Regions from separate parts of the Mus musculus genome. Here region 1 is linked to region 2. The links are chromatin contacts, called in public HiChIP or PLAC-seq maps. All regions are on one chromosome and are shown on one strand. The core of a region is the stretch at or near the end of the contact, and the rest is flanking DNA. Distances in the headings are between cores, read along the strand shown. Region 1 overlaps Pde4d (phosphodiesterase 4D, cAMP specific). Region 2 overlaps Pde4d (phosphodiesterase 4D, cAMP specific).

What was found. HiChIP or PLAC-seq counts read pairs in DNA pulled down with a chosen protein or histone mark.
Region 1: a contact with region 2 is called in an HNF4G HiChIP or PLAC-seq map of pancreatic cancer cells. The contact joins two enhancer-like sites. A contact is called at or near these places in 2 of 484 Hi-C or Micro-C datasets (embryonic stem cells and erythroblasts), 1 of 115 datasets of contacts at active chromatin or transcription factors (pancreatic cancer cells) and 1 of 9 other capture datasets (adipose tissue).

Annotation. Positions count from the first base shown.
Region 1 is chr13:109,819,663-109,826,676 of GRCm38.p6, forward strand. All of the region lies in intron 7 of Pde4d (phosphodiesterase 4D, cAMP specific), which reads left to right. Among named protein-coding and RNA genes, the nearest start is that of Mir1904, 81 kb to the right of the region's middle. Within about 2 kb of position 2,924, at least 402 of the 459 cell types and tissues checked have an H3K27ac peak or open chromatin away from gene starts, as enhancers often do. A contact at or near this core is called in adipose tissue, erythroblasts and pancreatic cancer cells, where this site is marked.
Region 2 is chr13:109,628,082-109,634,573 of GRCm38.p6, forward strand. The region is part of intron 3 of Pde4d (phosphodiesterase 4D, cAMP specific); the gene reads left to right. Among named protein-coding and RNA genes, the nearest start is that of Gm32703, 190 kb to the left of the region's middle. Within about 2 kb of position 4,545, at least 128 of the 459 cell types and tissues checked have an H3K27ac peak or open chromatin away from gene starts, as enhancers often do. A contact at or near this core is called in adipose tissue, erythroblasts and pancreatic cancer cells, where this site is marked.

The DNA.
Region 1 (7,014 bases), core at 1,674-4,173, 190 kb after region 2:
TTATGGTTGGGGCCATCACAACATGAGGAACTATAATAAAAGAAATTAGCAATAGGAAGGAAAAGTTGAGGACCACCGGTTTATGGGATGGCTCAACATCTCACAAACAATTAGGATTTCCAGAGTCCAAGGTCTTTAATCTGGATCTATCTTTCGGGTGAAGGAATGAAGCTAGCTTAGTGCACACAATTCATTAACGGTCAGGTGAACACTGACAGTTTGACTCAGAGAGAGCTCGCACAGACCAGTTTCTAAATAATCCTTGAAGGATTTTTTAAGAGCACAATTAGGTTTTACATCAACTTGACATCTAAGAGTAATCAGACACTCAGTGCAGAATGCATTCCATTATGTTTTATGAAACTCATAATGCAAGGCTGATGCTCTCATATTTGCTTTAGATAATTAGTTTCTCAGCAGAAAATAAAAAGTCTTAAAGGAACAGTGTTCTCTAATTTCAGTGGCACGGAAGAGCTGACTCTTAGTGCCAGGGAGAAAATATCACCTATTCCTTTCCTTCTCCTTTTCCAAACAAACAACAAAGCCTTCATCCAAGCCATTATTCTGTATTGGGTTTCTCTTGTGTGCCACACCTTGTGACAGACCTCAGTAAACATCCTCTCTAACTCTTTAAATAACCCACAACGCAGAAGCCTTCATTTCTACTTAAGAGATCAGAAAACGGTGGCTCACAGAATTAAGAAAGATTCTGAAATGACACAGTAGCAAGTGAGTTCAAGCAAGTCTCCATCTAAGGTCCGCCTGCCCCTAAAGCCAGCATTTTTCAGCCCTGCCACATCTCTCCATTCTGAACCAGAATAAGATACATGTGCCAAGAGCAAAAAGCATCAGGGGGAGATTCATGGAGGTAGCCACAGCCCTCCAAGGAAGAGGCAAAAGTTTTGGGCAAAGCAGTACAAATACAGGTCACCAGTCAAGCAATGACATGAATTAGGGAACAAGTCAATCATAGTATTTAGTCCGTAGCAGTAGGGGCTGGCTAGTACACGAGCAGACACTGGGTCTGAGCTGCCCATGGATTTTCTTTTCTTTTCTTTTCTTTTCTTTTCTTTTCTTTTCTTTTCTTTTCTTTTCTTTTCTTTTCTTTTCTTTTCTTTTCTTTTCTTTTCTTTTTTTTCTCTCTCTCTTTCTTTTTCATGTATTTTAGAATCCAGGAAAACTTACCATTTCTTTCCAGAACTCATCAAATCGATTATTACTTCTGTTTTGTTTTGTTTGTTTGTTTGTTTTTGAGACAGTCACACTGTGTAGGCTAGACTAGCATCTTCCTACCTAACTTCCTGAGTGCTATTATCAGCAACACATCCAGCCCTGCCTCTTATCCTTTTAAGATACGTGGTCTGCATGCATGTGTGTGTCTGTGTGCATGTGTGTGCCTGTGGATGTATGTGGACACCAGACAACAATCTCAGGTGTCCTTCTCAGAAAAACCATCCAATTCCTTTGGGGGCAGTGTCTCCTTTTGGTCTGGAGTTCATCAACAAAGGGAGACTGGCTAGCCGTGGAGCCCCAAGTACCTTCCTGTCTTTATCTCCCCTAAGCTAGGATTGCAAGCACAAACAGATGCTACCACACCTTGAATTTTAACATGGCTTTTGCAGATTTAACTCAGATCCTCTAGCCCACAGTCAGTTTACCAACTGTCTCCCCCACCTTCATCACACACACACAACACACACACACACGAAATACAGAAGGAAAGAAAGAAAACAAGCTTAAAAATAACATTTATTTTATTTTAAAAGATCAGCACTGGAATACCATGACAGTGTGAGCATTAGTTTTTTATCAGTCTTGTGGGGGTAATGACTGTGTGATCTTGAATACACCATACAACCGTCTTTGGGCTTCAGTACCTCATATGAATGCAGAAGGGTTGAGTGAAGTACAGGCTGGCATCCTTCAGTGTCAGGATTCTAAATATTTCTACACAGAACTAATAGCTCTACCTTGAGGTGTTAAACAGAGTTTCTTCTGAACAGTTGCTCCTACTAAGTTGGTTATAGGCAGTTTGGCAATCTTAGAGAAGTGATTGTACCAACATTTGATTCATCTGTATTGATGTCAGACAGGCAATGCCTGCTTAGATTAGGTGTTCACCATCCTGCCATGCTAAGTGTCCTTGGGTCTTTACAGCCTTCCAGTTGAGCTATAGCCAAATCTGAAATCTGAAGGTAGAGTTGAACCCTAATAAACTTGACTGCAAACAGAGGCTGTTTCTTTAGCAGCATAATAGCAGTCCGCAGCTCCCGGGGAGGAAATGAATAACGAACTTGAACTTAGAACCTAGTGCGTCCCTTGAAAGTTGAGCACGTCAGTGAGATTTCTCCAACAGTTACACTGACAGTAAAATGTTCAGTTCACAGTGATACCGTTTTATACTGAGCTATGGTTATTTTCTTCATCCCCACAATCTTATTTCTTAAACAAAATGTTTATGAAAAGGAAGGAAAAGGTGTTCACTGCAGTATGAAGTCAATATGGTTCTGATTCAGAGAGTAAAAACCAAGATCACTTCAAGGACTGAGCCTGCAACACAGTATAAGAAAATAATCTTCTATCAAAAGCTTTAGTGAACCCTAAAGACAGACCAGGAGCAGGGTTGGCTGGCTTCCATCCTGGGATCAGAAGCACGGAACACGGATCTGCAAGCTGAGGGAGGTCTACATTCTACTCAGCAATCTTGTCCCCTTTGGGTCCTTGAAGGAGAGGACACTAGAGGACAGGATCCTAACTGACAAGCCACAGACTAAGGCGGCTGCTTTGCAGAGCACAACTCTGGCTTGCTGGAACGAAGGAGCCTTGCCTTGCTGAAATCCGGTCCGCGTTTTGCTGAGAGCCCAGACGCTGTGAATAAGAGGAGCCTCTGAGGGCTGGTTTCTGATGTCGCACTCGGCACGATAAGAATGCCATTGACGTCAGCAGAGTCATCATCAGGGAGAATGGCACCCCAGCTCTTGAAACCACACCAAGCAATTGCAGTGCTTTTGAAAATTAAAAGCCGGTGCTGGGGAGTGGGGGCGGGGAGGGAAAGGCGCTGAGGGGAAGCAGTGGCTCCAACCGAACTGTCTTTCTTTTGTGCATTTCCTGTATTTTCAAAAAGAAGAAGAAAAGCAGACACACAGTGCTCCCCTGAGCATGCACACACACACACACACACACACACACACACACACACACACACACACACACAGCTGCAGGGGCTCCTTCAACCTAAATGAGAGCATTAAGGAGAGATAAGGAGGGACTAAGGGAGGAAGAGGGAGAGAGAAAGAGGGAGAGAGGGAGGGAGAGAGACAGAGAAAACAGAGAGAGAATATGATTTTAATTTGTTAACATTTCTGAATCCAGATAAAACAAACTTTGCCACCCAGCTGCTGGACAGAAGCCCCGAGCCACAGGGGAAAACATCAGCCAATGAGAACAGAATTGCTGAACCCAAACTGATAGCTTACACTGTGTGTCCACACACAGATTACAAGAGAGGAATTAAACACTTCAAAAGAGCTACTGCAAAGTAAACCTCTCCTCCCCACACTTTCCACCACACACACACACACACACACACACACACACAGACACACACAGACACACACACACAGACACACACACACACACACACACACACAGACACACACACACACACAGACACACACACACACACACAGACACACACACACACAGACACACACACACACACACACACTATTCAGAGCTTTTGAGTGTCTGACTGAAAAAAACTGACAAAAGTTGAAGGTTTGGAAAGGGTCCGCGCTAGGCTGTGTGATGTCAGCTTCCAGAGGCAGTCCTAAGAACATCACCTCACGCTGAATTCAAAGGCCACCTAGTCTGGAAAAGGTCTTGGAGTTAGGCAGACTTTGAAAACATTTTTTTTTTTTTTAAATGGCGAAATGTGACTCTTAGAAATTTCCCATTTAACCTAATCCTTTTTCTTTGCCTCTACCGATTGTAGGCAGGCTCCACCCTCACCTCCCCTAGCACTAAGAGAAGGAGATAGCATGGGTTTGATGATATCAGCAGCCCCGGGCCACATGCTTTATTTTACAGCATTGATTGGCAGCTTCCCAAGTCCATGGGATCTTTTGCTGACCTGCTTTTCAGATCCGTATCTCCCAGTCACACCAGAAAGAATCCCTTCTGAGCCTGGGAAATGTGAGCCTCGGAAACAAAAGGGCATTTGCACTAAAGCAGAATCTGGCAGAAAGCATGGGTTTAATAAATTGCATCATGTGAAAGTTCCCTGTCAGATGCACTGGCAGCAGAGAAACAGGCACACGCATGCGGGAAGGGAGCTCGCTCCTCATCCAAAGACTGAGTTCCTTTTGAAAAGGAAGACGCGATAAACAGCATCTCTCTCCAAAATATACATTATACATGCATAATAGAGAGAGCAGCGTGTGGAACATGTACATCTAGCCTGTCTTTCCTGTGAGAGCAGAAAGAGAGAGAGCTAAGTACCCATAGAGGGATTTGGGCTGTGTGTTATCAAAGGATATCATATATCTAGAACTTGGGTCATTTGGTTTAGTTTTTGTTTTATTTTGGTTTTTCGCTTTGTTTTGTCTTTTTAAAAAATCCTACTAGTACGTACACTTAATAGTGGGATTGTTTTTCTTCTCTCCTTTCCTTTTGCCCTGACTCTTTCCTTCTTTTCCTTCTGCTCTTCCTCCTTTTTCTTTCCTTCCCTCTTCCCCTAAAAATATGAAAAAAAGATAATCCCAAAGCTTTTAGTATGTGACAGAGGCATAGACATGTGGTTCTCAACTGTGGGTCACGACCCCTTTGAGGAGACAAAGGACCCTTTTATAGGGCTGCCTAAGACCGTTGGAAAAAAACATATTTACATTACAATTCATAACAATAACAAGACTATAGTTATGAGGTGGCAACTAACATAATTTGGGGGGGGGAGGGGTCACCACAACATGAGAAACTAAATTAAAGGATCGCAGCATGAAGAAGGTTGAGAACCATTGCTCTTAGACTGAGCCTCAGAAGATCAGAGACCTGGGTCATAAGCATATAAAAGGATGTGCTTGTATATTGTGGCAATGAAGTGAGGGGGGCAGAGCCAGAACTTCTATACAATACTCCTTACCTTCTACAAGGATAGAAGGCACAACGTAAGTGTTAACTACTATGTCCATTCCCTTCAGACCATTTCTCCCTTTAATCTTGACCAAAGCTGCATTGCAAGCTTTCTGACCTGCCTTCCTGGGTTGATCCTGATATCTGTGCCTGTCACCCTAGCATTCTGCCCTCCTGCTCCTGTCTATGACACTCAGCTATCCCTCAATGAAACAGTCTCCTCTAGAAGAAAGCAGTGGCATTCTTTCTCTGGTCTTTTTGACTTTGCCACCTTCCTGGCTCAGGCACCACCCGGACCATACTTACAGGGTCGCATTCTGGTACCAGGGTGAGCTGCCCTTTGCCTCAGGCAGTGGAGCAGGAAGCTTGGAGCCCCCCAGAGTCTGGATGTGTTTAGGATCAGGCTCAAATGCTTGGAACACTAATTTGCAACAGGAAATGCTGGTGGGCTGGTTGAGGGACAGGAATTAGCAAATCGTCTTGGCAGTCAACTGTAGGAGGAAGCCATGTCTGGAGATCCTTTAGGAAATAGATGCATAATAGTAAAAATCCTTTTCAGGTGTGTTAATTTCCTTTGTGGACAGAAATACCCTGGACTTCGGGTTTGTGATATTCCATATTTATTATTATTATTATTATTATTACTATTATTATTATTTTGGTCTCTCTTTTCCCTAAGGTTTGGCTTTACTTCTTGGGGAACACTTAAAGATATACATAGTGAATTTGATTATTGACAGTACTCTAAGCCCGGCTTAATAAGCCATGGAACAAAATAGCTCAAGCTCCTAGAGTGACTGTAAGCCAGCCCTGGCAGCACTGAGAGCACCGCGGCTTTGGCTACACATATCTGTAGTACGAGCCTTTCCTCAGTATTTCAATTCTGCAGCAGAACCTCGGAAGCACCTTAGTTCTTCACACAGTAGGCAAAAGATTTTGGAGAACCAAGTAGAAATGTTTTACTAAAAATGCAAGGATAAGAGCCCCCTCCCCCTCAACCCCATCCCCAGCCTCTCTGTTAATACATAAAGAAGTAGAAACCTAGAAATCTGTTACATGGACTTACACAACACACTTTGGGGGCAGAGCCAGAAGCTGTGTTTACAATAAGAAAGTTGTTTTCCCTGATCTAGGTTTACATGGTTATTCTATGCTTTTCCTGGGTTCGAGGGTAGAATATTGGTTGGCTCAGAGATTGTACTGTCTAGGCTGACCGTCAACTTGATTCAAGCTAGAGTCGTCAGAGGAGGGAGCCTCTGTAAGATTCCTGCCAGAGGGCATTTTCTTAATTAGTGACTGAAAGGGCACCAGTCCATTGTGGGTGGTGCCATTCCTCTGGACTGGTGATTCTGAGTTCTATAAGAAAGCAGGCTATGCAAGCAGGCTGAGCAAGCCTGTAAGCAGCACCCCTCCATGGTCTCTGCATCAGCGTGTGCTCCAGGTTCCTGCCCTGCTTGCGTTCCTGTACTAACGTCCTTAGATAATGGTGAGGAAACATAAGCTCAATAAGTCCTTCCCTCCCCAACTTCCAGTTTTTGGTTCTGCTGTTTCATCACAGCAATAGAAACCCTAACAGAAATTATGGAGACACTGGAAAGCAGTATACAGACTATGTTATTGCCTACTTATACTATACAAATGAGAAAGCCAATACTTTCTCAAATAACTTGCCGAAGGTCACTGCTTATTATGAACAGTAAAGTCAAGACTGCAAGCCCAAGTCTTTGGTCTTGAATTTCTGGGCTCTAAGTTTCTTCATTAATGAACTACGTCCAATGGGCCTCTGTACCCAGAATTTCTAGCTTTACAACAACATTTCCTGAATAGGTAGTATTAGAAAGCACATTGACTGGAGTAGAGCTTTAGAAATGAAGGTAAAACCCT
Region 2 (6,492 bases), core at 3,295-5,794:
ATGCTCTCAACTGCATTCCAGCACATAAAGTAATTGGTCACCATTTCAGAACATGCAATTACTGACCTGTAATCAAATGGAACTCACGTAAGGTTTAGAATGATCATAGTTTATTTCCACAGATGAAAGTGAAGTGCTTGCTGCAGAATAATGCTAGGATTTTCTTTGAACTGCAGCACTTCCATTCACAGAAATAAATGATCACTGCTGATCATAAACAATTCCTGTAACAAAGCTGCTTGTAAGCCACAGGAACTTGTCTTGCATGAACATTTGTTTTTAAAAAGTCCCTGAGAGTGGTTAAACTTCTTTTTCTTGTATGTTTCTGTGACTGACCACTCTGAAAATGTAATCTTTTAATAATTTTATTTTTTTAATTAAAATCCAATCCAATCACTGTCTCCCCTTTTCTTCCTTCGACTCCTCCCAGGACCCCTCCCTCTAACCACTCCCTCACCTCTCATCCTTCGCAAGCCAATGGCCTCTCCTTTTTTTTCTTTTTTTTTTTTTTTGATTCCTGTTGTTATGTATAACACTGAATCTTTCTTTTTCATTATTACTATTATTTCTAGCTGTGGGTATGTGAAAATAACTGATTAAGAGCCCCATCCCAGGCTGGCTTGTTCCCACTCTGGAAGCAGTCCTTATATGCCTGTAGTTCTTTGACTAGGGAGTGAGACCCCAGGAGATTTCCCTCCCCCTTCCACATTAGCATATCTATTGTCAGTGTTAGGATCTTGAAACTCCAATAATATAATGCTGCCCTCATCAGAGGTAGCTGACAGTTGCACAGCTAATGTTTGCTTCTATAACTTCTAGCTTTGTGCTGGGCGTGGTGGCACATGCCTTTAATCCCAGCACTCGGGAGGCAGAGACAGGCGGATTTCTGAGTTCGAGGCCAGCCTGGTCTACAAAGTGAGTTCCAGGACAGGCAGGGCTATACGGAGAAACCCTGTCTTGAAAAACCAAAACAACAACAACAAAAAAAACTTCTAGCTTTGAGTCTTTGACCAACAACTGTTTCAAAATACAGCATTATCCTGAAGCCCCTTTAATTGACTGTTCTGGTTTCCTGAGGCAGCGGATTTCACCATACCGCAGCCCCGCTATTGTAACTCTCTTTCTCTGGTCTACTTCCCACCCTCTACACCTCCCCGAGTCCTGTTCACTCACGACCTGGTATGGAAGTAAATGAATGCATGTGTGCTTACATTTAAATTCCGCCATATTTATACCCAGGAGTCTCAGTTTAACTTAGAGTGGCTGTCTCCCTATAAAGGAAATTCTGAGTTTCTAGGTCAGACACCAAAACCCAAATCTGTCATTTGCAGCATCTGGAATCTTGGAACAAAACTTGTAGAACTGTTCCAAAGACAGAAGAAGAAGAAGAATTAGGAGAAGAAGAAAGCTTTATTTAGAGCGCTGCAGAGTATAAGGTTTAAGTTGCTGCAGGAGGTGGCTGTTGAGGAGGATTGGGAGCCGTGTGGATAACAATTGGCTCTTCCATTTACTGGGATAAATTTACTTTTTAGGGTTCTGATTTGCTTAGTTTTTGTTTGAGAATTGCATCCATGAGTACTGTATATAACAACAGAAATTTAAGAAGAAACAGTTTGGCTTTGTAAAAATTAACTCAAGTATTTTCAATGTTTGACTCTCTTTCTACCCATACAAAGTGAAAGTTATAAGTTGCTGGCACAAATATAAATACAGCAAAGGTACATTCTAGAAAACACCCTGTTTGTTGGGCTTTGATTTTTCCAGTTGCCTAATTCTCATATCTGTGGAGTAATGGCCATTTCTAAAAAACAGTACTGAAATTTGCATTTTATTTTATTTTTTAAAAGACTTATTTATTTATTATATATAAGTATACTGTAGCTGTTTTCAGACACACCAGAAGAGGGCATCAGATCTCATGACGGATGTTGTGAGCCACCATGTGGTTGCTGGGATTTGAACTCAGGACCTTCGGAAGAGCAGTCAGTGCTCTTAACTGCTGAGCCACCTCTACAGCTGAAATTTGCATTTTAAAATATAAATTTAGCAGTGGGCATGGTGGGGCATACCTTTAATCCCAGCACTCTATGAATTCAAGTATAGCCTGGTTTATATAACAAGTTCCAGGCCACCCAAGGCTGCATGTCTCTAAAAGTCAACAAAATATAACTAACAAACTATATATGTGTGCATATGTATTACATACTGTGTATGAGATGTGATATATGATTACTTGCAAAAAACTTTTTGAGACTGAATGATAAGGCTTATGTTATTTTCAATAAAACTATGTAAACTACAGGGGAGAAAAATTGACCCAATGGCTCTGTGGATTAAAGTTCTTGTCATGAAGCCTGATGACCTGAGTCCAATACCTAGGACCCATGTGGGAGAGAGAGAGAGAGAGAGAGAGAGAGAGAGAGAGAGAGCCATCTTCTTCCTACCAGCTGTCCTCTACCATGTATCCGCTGCCCAGACACCATACACCAATGAGATTAATGTAATTTACAAATGAAAAAAATAAAACCATGACAACACACAACATCTGGGGGCTCAGAAGCTTTCTACATGCGGCAGACATCAGTGGTGCTGTTTTACCTGCAAAGCATATGATTTCTGTAAGGAATAGGTTTCAATTCTCTTGTGAGAGATGAAAAGACCAGCTCTACTGGGATTTTCCTGTTTCTGTGTGTTCTTCTCCCTTCATACCCAGCCTCCCCTTTCCATGAGCCCTCAAGATCCCTCTCTACCTGACAAGTCTACCAGTTTTCCTACATGGCCTTGCTCTAGCACCATACAAAGCCATTCTGCTAAACAGGAGTTGTCTATCTCTGTGGTGCTACGTCAGGAGTGGGGCAGCATTGCCCAAGAGCTATCCCTGATAGAAACTAATAGATCAATGGGAACCAAGAGGCAACTGTGGAGTTTCACACAACGTAAAGACCGAGGGCCTAGGGATGGCTGTTTTCTTCCACTCCTAGGACCTGCCTTCCGCGTATGTAATATAGAGCCTTACCCAAAAGCACAAAGGCCATTTGTGAAACAATCATATACAACAAGCTGACCCCCAGAAGTCTTCTTTTAGATTGGAACTTTGAACATCAGCGTTATTAATCTGCCAGACAGCCACCACTCACCTACTGAGTATGTGAGTCAGATAACGAAAGAACACAACTGGCAAAAACCTTCTGTATTGCACATCTCCAAAGCATGTAGCTTTTTCAGAAACCCCTCCCCTCACTGTGCCCGATGCTCAGCTTGTTTAACATTTTAATGCCCCCCCAAATCACGAGAGCATGGGGGGGGAGGGGCTGGAGAGATGGCTCAGCAGTTAAGAGCACTGAACACTGACTGCTCTTCCAGAGGTTCTGAGTTCAAATCCCAGCAAACACGTGGTGGCTTACAACCATCTAGAATGAGATCTGATGCCCTTTCTGGTGTGTCTGAAGAGAGTGACATTGTACTCACATACATAAAATAAATAAATCTTAAGCCTAGTGAGGCTGGGATCGGAGCCAGGAAAAAAAAAAAAAAAAGAATGTTAAGGGTCTTTAACCCTGGTAGGCATGGAGATGGTCCCTTAGGGCGATTAGTCAATTTTGTCCAGTTCAGAGGGGGTTAACATCTTTTTTAGGGTTTCTCCAAGCTTCTCTAATCTTATCCTGGATGTGTAGAGCCCTGCCTTGGTTTACAATGGAGGTCACAAGCAGGCCAGTGCTTGGGCAGGGAGTGATGGAATTAGGCTGTGTTGTCAGCATTAAATACCACTGACTCCTGAGAAGTGATGACGACACCAGGGTGCCTTGAGTCCTTGAGGACACCTTGAAATATATGTCTCCCTGCCGCGCGCGCTGAACTCTGAGACCACACAACTGAGCTCTGTGGATCTCTCAGCCTTTATGTGACTTGAAAGAAGGACGTTTTAAGGGATCTGTTCAAGAGCGAAGAACGGGACAAGACATTGATCTCTGCTGTCAAAGTCACTCCTTATAACTCACTCTGCAAGGTGACACAGTGACATCCCTTTGAGGGAAAGGTTGCCAGGAGTTCTGAAAGTGATCTGCCTGTTTTCATCTCACACTGACTGGCAGGGAGGAGAGGGGTTTTTTTTGTTTGTTTTGTTTTGTTTTTAACAATTACTAAGTTTTTTTTTTACAAGGTTTTCTAATAACGACATTCATACATGTATCTAAGAGAATTTAGAATAAGAAAAAATTATTTGGATAGCCAGAGTTGAAATTTAATACTCCTGTCAAGTTTCCCAGTCCTGGGTCCATGTGTAATTTTCCCTTTCACTACAGGTCACTACTGTTTAACATTCACACTAAGAGTAAGTTGACCCATTGAACCACACCTCCCAGTCTGTGCATCTGCATGTCTGTGGGGGGTGGGGTGGGGGCTATGCTTTTCAGGAGTGGCATGTGGCCCTGCTGTTTAAGCTGGGCTATATTTAAAAGCAGTTTCAAGGGAGTTGTTTCTCACACTAACAAGAGACTGTCTAGGTGAAGCAAGCGCTGTCGCAAAGGGCAAGTGTCACGCAGCAGGAAGTGCTGGCCACCCTTTCCAGCCCTGCCTCAGCCAGCCTGCCACCTCTCTGTCAGCACATACCACCACACTGAAGAAATGCCCTCATTCAGCCACAAGTGCCTCTTGCAGCCTGAAGGGCCTTCCCGCCCCAGGGTCCAGTATCTGCTCTGACATTCTGCTGTTCCTGTGGATCTCTTAGCACTCTCTTTACAAATGGCTTTTGTCTGGGATCCCCTGGGAGTCGCAGTGCCAGGACCATCTCCAAGAACTAGAACAAGATTGCGTTTCTCAAAGTCCTACAGGTATGGCAATTTCCTTTTGGTAGCAAGGGAGGCCTTTTTATCTGCTGTAGGTCCCTTACAAGTAAAACTTTGAGGGAATCTCCTTCATTCACATGGTTGGGTTAATGTCCGGCTCAGCTCCTGGGCTATTGTAAGCATTTGAAATAGTCCTGGGTTTGTGGGGACCTCCTGAGGTCGCAGGAAGTTGCCCAACTCTCAGAGCCCATTCTGAGAGTTGAAAGGTAAACTTGACAAAGCTTGTCAGTTAGTTACAGTTCTGGGATTGGGGGGTGGGGTGTGTGGGGGGTGGATGTATTCATTTGCCTAATCAATTCCTGTCTTGGAAAACAAGCTTGCTAAACTGTAAGCTAAGTCTTTTAACTACTCAGAACAGCTGCTGATTTAATTCGCCCAGCAAACAATAGCAAACTACAGGGCTGTTATTCACAGGGCAAAACCCACATTGCAAAGCTGAAGCTAACTCCGTGACCCACTGGGTGACTCACTTTAAAGTTTGTCTCAAAGAATGAGATACCGTAATTTCGAAGTTAAGGTGTAAGGCGTATTGCATTTCTAGTGAGTTCTCTGGAAGTCACATAACAACTCTCAACCACATGCCTACTACATATTGTCAACTTTGTTTCACAGCAAAGGCTAGTTAATGTTAACCAAATACCTGGCTGTACTGCTGCTGGGAGCTGATGCAGCCACAGTAAATAAAAGGGAAATGGTTTGCATAATCTTAAGAATGGGTCTTTGTTATTTAGGTCAGCTACCAACAAAGTTAGAAACTTATACAGAAATACACACTATTTTGTTTTTGTTTTTAGTTAAATTACGTTCTATGTTGTCTACAGAGAAAACATTTTAAATTTGGATTAAAACATTAATGATTTTATTTGTTGAAAACCAGAGAGAAAACTTTCACCCTAGATTTTTTTTTTAATGAAAACAGCTAGCGTCCGTCATGATGGTATTAATTTATTAAGACATTTGGTGAACGTTGGCAAGCCAGCGCCTGTGGCAAGTGTGCATGAAGGAATATGATTGGCTTGCTTGTTATTGACATGCCACGCCTGATTATGTGTGTTGCATGCCCGGAACGTACTATCACCAAGCCTCCAACATTATTGTGTCCAAGATGTGTGGCTTCTAGGTTTTTCTTACCATGTAGATCTGAAAGCAAGTTCTTTAACACTGTGGGCATCTGCCTGCGGAGTAGAGGGAATAGAAGAAAGCTGCGGCTGGATGAACTGAAGAATCTGGCCTACCCTTTAAAGATGCAGAGTTGAAGTGGTACTTGATTTACAAATGAGTTATAAAATCTCCCCGCCACCACCACCTTTTTTTAAAATCAAAGGCACAGACATTTCCTTGTTTCAAGCTCTGGTCTTTTCCAAATACGTGACCTGGTCTAAGTGAAGAGGGGTTCTCCATTACCTATGTGTCCCACACTTTATTTCTGACATGCTTTATTTAGAGTAAATCGGAGGCTGAAGATAGCACCTCCAGTAGCTGTCAAGGGACAGGTCCCTCCAGGAAACCTTTGTCACTCATTCATTTCCTCTCCATCTGTCAATCCCTTGCATGGTGACGAATTGAATTCTTATATACATTGTGTTTGTTGTGATGGGATCTGCATCATCTTTCCTTTGGAGTCTGTGACTTCCTTAGGTAGGACACA